Regions from separate parts of the Mus musculus genome. Here region 2 is linked to region 1. A link is a contact called in public HiChIP or PLAC-seq data. All regions are on one chromosome and are shown on one strand. Each heading gives the region's core, a stretch centred on a gene start, on an enhancer-like site or on the middle of the called end of the contact. The rest is flanking DNA. Distances are from core to core; before and after follow the strand shown.

Evidence for each region. HiChIP or PLAC-seq counts read pairs in DNA pulled down with a chosen protein or histone mark.
Region 2: a contact with region 1 is called in an H3K27ac HiChIP or PLAC-seq map of embryonic stem cells, with 9 times the contacts expected there. The contact joins the enhancer-like site here to the promoter of Foxe3 in region 1. A contact is called at or near these places in 5 of 39 promoter capture datasets (embryonic stem cells, maxillary cranial neural crest, pre-B cells and 1 more), 1 of 15 datasets of contacts at CTCF or cohesin (stem cell-derived epiblast-like cells), 7 of 484 Hi-C or Micro-C datasets (embryonic cerebral cortex, embryonic ectoderm, embryonic stem cells and 1 more) and 3 of 115 datasets of contacts at active chromatin or transcription factors (all in embryonic stem cells).

What each region holds. Positions count from the first base shown.
Region 1 is chr4:114,924,801-114,927,779 of GRCm38.p6, forward strand. Foxe3 (forkhead box E3) reads right to left here and starts at 1,267. Exons shown (of 1, transcript NM_015758.3): 1 at 1-1,267. The coding sequence starts at 1,213. The coding sequence ends at 347.
Region 2 is chr4:115,953,610-115,956,567 of GRCm38.p6, forward strand. No RefSeq gene overlaps it. Among named protein-coding and RNA genes, the nearest start is that of Dmbx1, 15 kb to the left of the region's middle. Within about 2 kb of position 1,267, at least 6 of the 459 cell types and tissues checked have an H3K27ac peak or open chromatin away from gene starts, as enhancers often do. A contact at or near this core is called in embryonic stem cells, where this site is marked.

The DNA.
Region 1 (2,979 bases), core at 17-2,516:
GAACGAAAAGTTTCCACAGACTGGAACTCACAGGGACATTTGGGGCTGGGGCTGGAGTTCCAAAGCACCGGATTTGGCAGTGCAAGGGTGCTTATGTGGGGAGCACAAGTAAAGGGAGGAAAGACCTCAAATTGGAGAGGGCGCTTCAGTCTGGTGGTGAGACAGCCAGGGTCTCCCCAGGGATGGAGGAGGGCAGGGAAGGCTTAGCCCCAAGCAAGGCTCGGGGACCCAGCGAATTGCGCCACGCTGCGGGCGGGCGGGTACGGGTACCACGGACAAGCTCGCACTGCTCCAGCGCAGGCCGGGGCAGAAGGCTCCACCAGGCGCTCCCGCAGCGGAAAGCGACTCACAGGTAGCGCTCCAGCCCCGGCGCGAAGCCCGGCTGTCTCAGGTAGGCTTCCCCGGCTCCGAGCGGCCCGAGCGCGCCGGCCGATCCCGCCAAGGCCAGGAGAGGCTGGGCGGGCAGCGGCGCGGGTAACCCCAGGCGCTCGGACGCTGGCGAGTAGAGCGGCGGCGAGGCTGCGGCGGCACAGGGCGGGAAGGCGGCGTCGGGCGCGGCGCAGCAAGGCGGCTCGGGCGCCACGGGTCCCGGCGGCTCAGGCTGCAAGCCCAACAGGCTGTCCAGGCGGAAGAGGCGCGCGGGCGGAGCGGACGCGGGTGCTGGCGGGGGCGGGAAGGGCGCATAGGGGAAGGGCGGCGGCGGCGGCGGCGGTGCGGGCAGCTCAGCGCGCTTGAAGCGCTTGCGGCGCCGCAGGAAGCTACCGTTGTCGAACATGTCAGCGGCCGCGGGATCGAGCGTCCAGTAGTTGCCCTTGCCCGGATTGCCCGGCTCGCGCGGCACCTTGACGAAACAGTCGTTGAGGGTGAGGTTGTGGCGGATGCTGTTCTGCCACTTGCGCGGGCTGTCGCGGTAGAAGGCGAAGCGCTCGGTGATGAAGCGGTAGATGGCTGCCAGCGTTAGACGGCGGCCGGGAGCGTGCGCCAGGGCCATGGCAATGAGCGCGATGTATGAGTAGGGCGGCTTCCCACGCTGTAGTGGCCGCCGCCGTCGCTTCCCCGGGCCAGGCACGGCCGTGGGCTCGGCGTCCCCACCGCCCACCACTTCCTCCGGTTCGCGCCCCGGTTCGGCTCCCGCCAGCGTCGGCAGCTGCGGCCCGGACGGCGTGAGCGAGGGCAAGGCCGGGAAGCCCGAGAAAGCGACTTGCGCATCCATGTGCGGGGGGTGGGGGTGGGGGTCCTAGGGATGCGGAGTCCCTGCTCGCGCCCCGGAGAGCGGGGGTCGCAGGTTCGCCTTATATGGACACACACACTCCCACCTCCCGAGGAGAGGGCCCTGACCTGCCCTCTAATTTGCTTTCCCAGCCCCCTTCCCGGGCTGGCAGCCCACCTCTGTTTCTCCCCCTCCCTTGGTCTAGTCCCTCTGGGTCAATTTTTTTCAGACCCTCCCTCATCCCTGAGTCAGTCTCTGGGCCCCATCCCCATCCCGTGGTATTTGGTAGTACTGCTCCCATTACCCCCGCCCCTTTGGGTCAACCCCAATTACAAACACACCCATTCAGCACACTCTACTGCCCTCTCCCCATTTTGTGCCTTGTAGAGGTCAGATCCCCCTTAGCCTTCCCCATGCTTCTAGTTCCCGCTCCAGCAGTCTTTGCTAGCCTCAGGCATCCTATGTAGCTGGTCAGGGAGGCATCAGGCTCCTTTGGACAGCAGAGAACCAGAGTGAAGATGATGGAAGACAGCAAGACAGCGCAGAACCAGGCTGCCTTTGTTGCAGGGGAAAATGTTTAGAAGCCCTAACTCCTTTCCCTGCTGCACCCCCTTCATCCTTATCCATCCCTGACTCCAGGGAAACTTGTTTCAAACATACATAACTCCACCTCTCCCCCCCAAAAGGCGCATACCCCCCCCCACATGCTTCCACTGAAGGCAGGGCTGAGCGAACTGCTTTCTGATGTAGCATTATCAGTGGGTAGAGAGAGGGGAGAGTTTTTGTTAAAATGCCCCACCAGCACACAGAGAGAGCCAAAGGCGGAGAAGCCTTGTTCTTAAAGCAGGCAGACTGACAAGATCAAGGGAAGTAGAGGCAGAGCAAGGAGCACAGAGACAAGAGAAGGTCTTACTGTGACAAGTCCCAGAGGCACTTACTGCCAAGGTCTTGTGAGTACAGCCAGCCCTTGAGAAAATTTGGGCACCCATCAGACTCCATCTCTGATGAAGCATATCTTATCCCTTACCTCGAGAGGAGAGGGCTCGGACCTGCCCTCTAATTTGCTAGTCTAGTGCAGATGCCCAAAGCTAGATTCAGGTGGCCTGTAGCCAAGGATGCAAAATCCAAATTCAAGCATGGGGCTCAAAGACTCCCCTCCTGTACACAGCTGATAACAAATCACAGCTACCACTGTTTAGCATTTTGTATTTGGTAAATACTTATAGTATTTCACTGGCATTTAAGCTCCACTGGGCGGTAGTACTATCCCCGTTTCTTGGCTGAGGGAACAGGTGCTCTGAGAGGTAAAGTAGTATACCTCGACTCCCACAAGGTACACTAATAGTGGCAGAGCAGAAATGAAACCCTGTGGTCAGAGCACTACCCATCACTGCTCTTCTAATGCCTTTCCTTACAATGGAAGCTTTAGTCCAGCATAGTGGCATGCATGTGTGGTCCCTGCACTGGAGAGACTGAGGCCACTTATAGGCTAGGCTAGGCTAGGTTAGGCTAGGCTAGGCTATGTAGTGGTACTCCATATCAAAAATAAATAAAAGGGGCTTGATGGCTTGATAAATGGGGAAGATGGCTTGATGAGTCAAGTTCTTTTTTTTTTTAATGAGTTAAGTTCTTGACATGCAAGTGTGAAGTCAGAACTTCAGAACCAACATGAAATTGGACTCAGCAGTGTATCAGTAGTCCCGGTACCCGGGTGACAAGACAGGAGGCAGAGACAAGGGAATCCCCAGAAACTTGTGGGGAGTTGTCCT
Region 2 (2,958 bases), core at 17-2,516, 1.0 Mb after region 1:
TACCCACAGTCTACATCTATCCCTGCCCATAAGGCTCTATGTCCAGCCCTGAGGACTGCCAGCCCTGTGACTGATGGCCAGGCCCCTGCTGGGGGCACCGAGGGCAGCCACTCAGCAGAGGCAAACAGCTTGACCGTCTGTGGCCTCTGGACTCTGGGGCATGGTGGAAGCAGTGGGCAGAACAGATTGAGTTCGGCGTGATGCTTAGAAGCCCAGGCTTGGGGGAGGGGAGAGCTGGCTATGGCTCTTTCTTCCCCTTCCTGGATCAGCTAGTCCAACCTCTTCTTCTTCTGGCAAAGCTGGGCTTTAAGAAGTTCAGTCTTGCTGGCCTAGGTGCTCTGGCTTCCAACTTGTCAGACACCCTTCAGGATAGGACAGAGCCAGACAGGATAGGCCTTCTACCCTCTCACCCATTTGCCTGTCCCATAGAGCCAGGCCCAACACCACATTCTACATTTTGCTTCATTTTCTCCCATCCCCTTCAAGCTGTTTTCATGGACAGAAGAGAGGTGTTAACTTGACTCTATTGTATATCATCGAGCCCCAAATGCATGGCTTCCCAAAGCAATGAGCTATTAGAACTCCTCAGTCTCCTGAGGGGCTTCGTTTTCTCTTCAAATTTGGGGTCCAGTTTTGTTTGTTTGTTTGCTTGTTTGTTTGTTTGTTTGACAAGGGCTCATGGAGCCTGGGCTGGCCTTGAACTCACTATGTAGCTGATAATGACCTTGAACTCCTGGTGGTTCTAACCCAGGTACTGGGATATGGGTGTGTGCCACCTCTCCTAGCTCATCATCCTAAAAAGGACAGTTGAAGAGAGGGCAGGGCAAGGAGAAGCACTTAGGATGACAGTGTGTAGCTCTCCTAGGGTCTCAAAGCAACTGGACTGGGTTAGAATCCGACTATTCTGCATTCATGCATCCGGGGTTCTACCCACTATCTCCCCTGCCTCTTCTGTACCTTGTGGTTGGGCTCAGCCTTTTACTACCCTTCCATAAACACATTACACACAGGCCAACAGATCTGCAGCCATGAGGAACTGAGGTAGCCCAGGAAAACAGGCTTGAGACCTAACTTCCTCTCCAAACCCAGGGAAGCTGTCTTGTGGGTAGGTGACCTCTAGGCATCTCAGGATGCTGATACTGAGAAAAGCCAATCAGAACTCCCAAAGAGGAAACACTTAGCAAGCATCCCAGGGAGGAACTGAACAGCTTACTTTCAAGAGGCCGGAAAAGGGAGAGTGGGTGGGAGGACTGCTCCTTGGGGCTCCTTCCAGACCTGAAGCCCCAGGACCCATTGTTTTGGAAATGGAAAAATCACGTGCTCCCTGCTAGAAAGGACCCCACTCCCTCTTCCTCCCAGATCAGTGGTCAGAAGGCTAAAAGGCTAAATAAACTATTTTCTTGACCTTCCTCTAAGGTCTATGGTCCCCAAGGGAGCTTGATATCTGGACCCCAGCCCCAGCCCCACAAACTATTCCCCCCACCCCCACCAAGGCCTCCTCAGTGTCTGGCTGAGCGAGGATGGGACGACAAGGGGCCAGAAAGGGGGCTCATCAACATTTCCAGCAATGCTAATAGACTATCCTCGGCCACATCCTATTACTGCACACCCCCTCCCCAGCCCCCCAGCCTAGCTGGCCTGCGCCTCTCCTCGGCCCCGGGGACCAGGCATCAGATTGGAGTCAAGATTCCGAGAGTGTCATTTGCCGCCGTTGATGGTGCCGATAATAGGGATGGGCGGGCGGGCGGGGAGCCGCAGCGCAGAGGCGGATTCTCTATTAAGACTGCTGCTCAGTGCAGCAGCCAGAAAGAAGCAGGCAGGCCTGCGCTGGGCAGACAAGGCCAGCAGAGTTCCATAATGGGATGGGTGGCTTACCTATGGCATTGTCTGCACCGTTAGTGGGGACCACTCTTAGGAGCAGACATACTGGGCTTAGAGAGTGACAAAGGCCAGGAGAAGCAGGAAGAAACCGGGCAAGGCAAGCTCCAGCTGCCCCTGCAGCACTGTCTGCCTCCCTCTGTCCTTTTCACTACCCGGGACCCAAAGATCCTAGTTGATCAATAGAACAAGATATTTTTGCTCCCTCCTTGACTTCAGTCTTACTGAAAATCAGTCCTCCCAGAGGCCTAAAAAACCTGGAAGAGTGTGATCCTCCAACCAAAAAGCTGAGCTCAGCCACTACGTGTTTTTCAGGGTTTTGGGTTTTTTTCTTTTTTTTCATTTCTTTTCTTTTCTTTTCTTTTCCTTTCCTTTTCCTTTCCTTTCCTTTCCTTTCCTTTCCTTTCCTTTCCTTTCCTTTCCTTTCCTTTCTTTTCTTTCCTTTCCTTTCTTTTCTTTTCTTTCCCCAGAGTTTCACTAGGCAACCCAACCTGGCCTCAAACTCAAAATACTCCTGGCTCAGCCTCCCAGGTGCTGGGATTATAGGTGACAGTGAATGTTGTTCTTATGCCTTGCATACCACCATCACCTTCACCTCCTCCTTTAATGCCACCGACCGCCACCCAAGCCACCCTCATGGGCATCCCTAATCCCTGCAACCCAACCCTGTTTCTGCTTGTACACAGTGCTCACCATTGCTCTACCCAGCCAGCCAGTTCTATCATCACTATCATCACCATCTGATGTCTGATGAAGATCTTAGCCCTGAGAGTTCCTATGGTTCCTAGCTGTATTATCTTCTGAGCCTGTAGCATCATCACCTTTAGCATGGATATGGTATTAGCTACTGTAAGGGGCTTAGTAATTAAACAAGTCACTGTAAGGGGCTTAGTAATTAAACAAGTCACCACCTGTGAGCCGCTTAGAGCACTGCAGGGCACATGGTGCCCAAGCTTTCTTTTCTGTGCTGTTGTTTGTTTGTTTTTTTTTCTTTTTTCTTTTTCTCTTTCTTTCTTCCTTCCTTTCTTTCTTTCTTTCTTTCTTTCTTCTTTTTTTGTAGTAATTGGGATTAAACTCAGA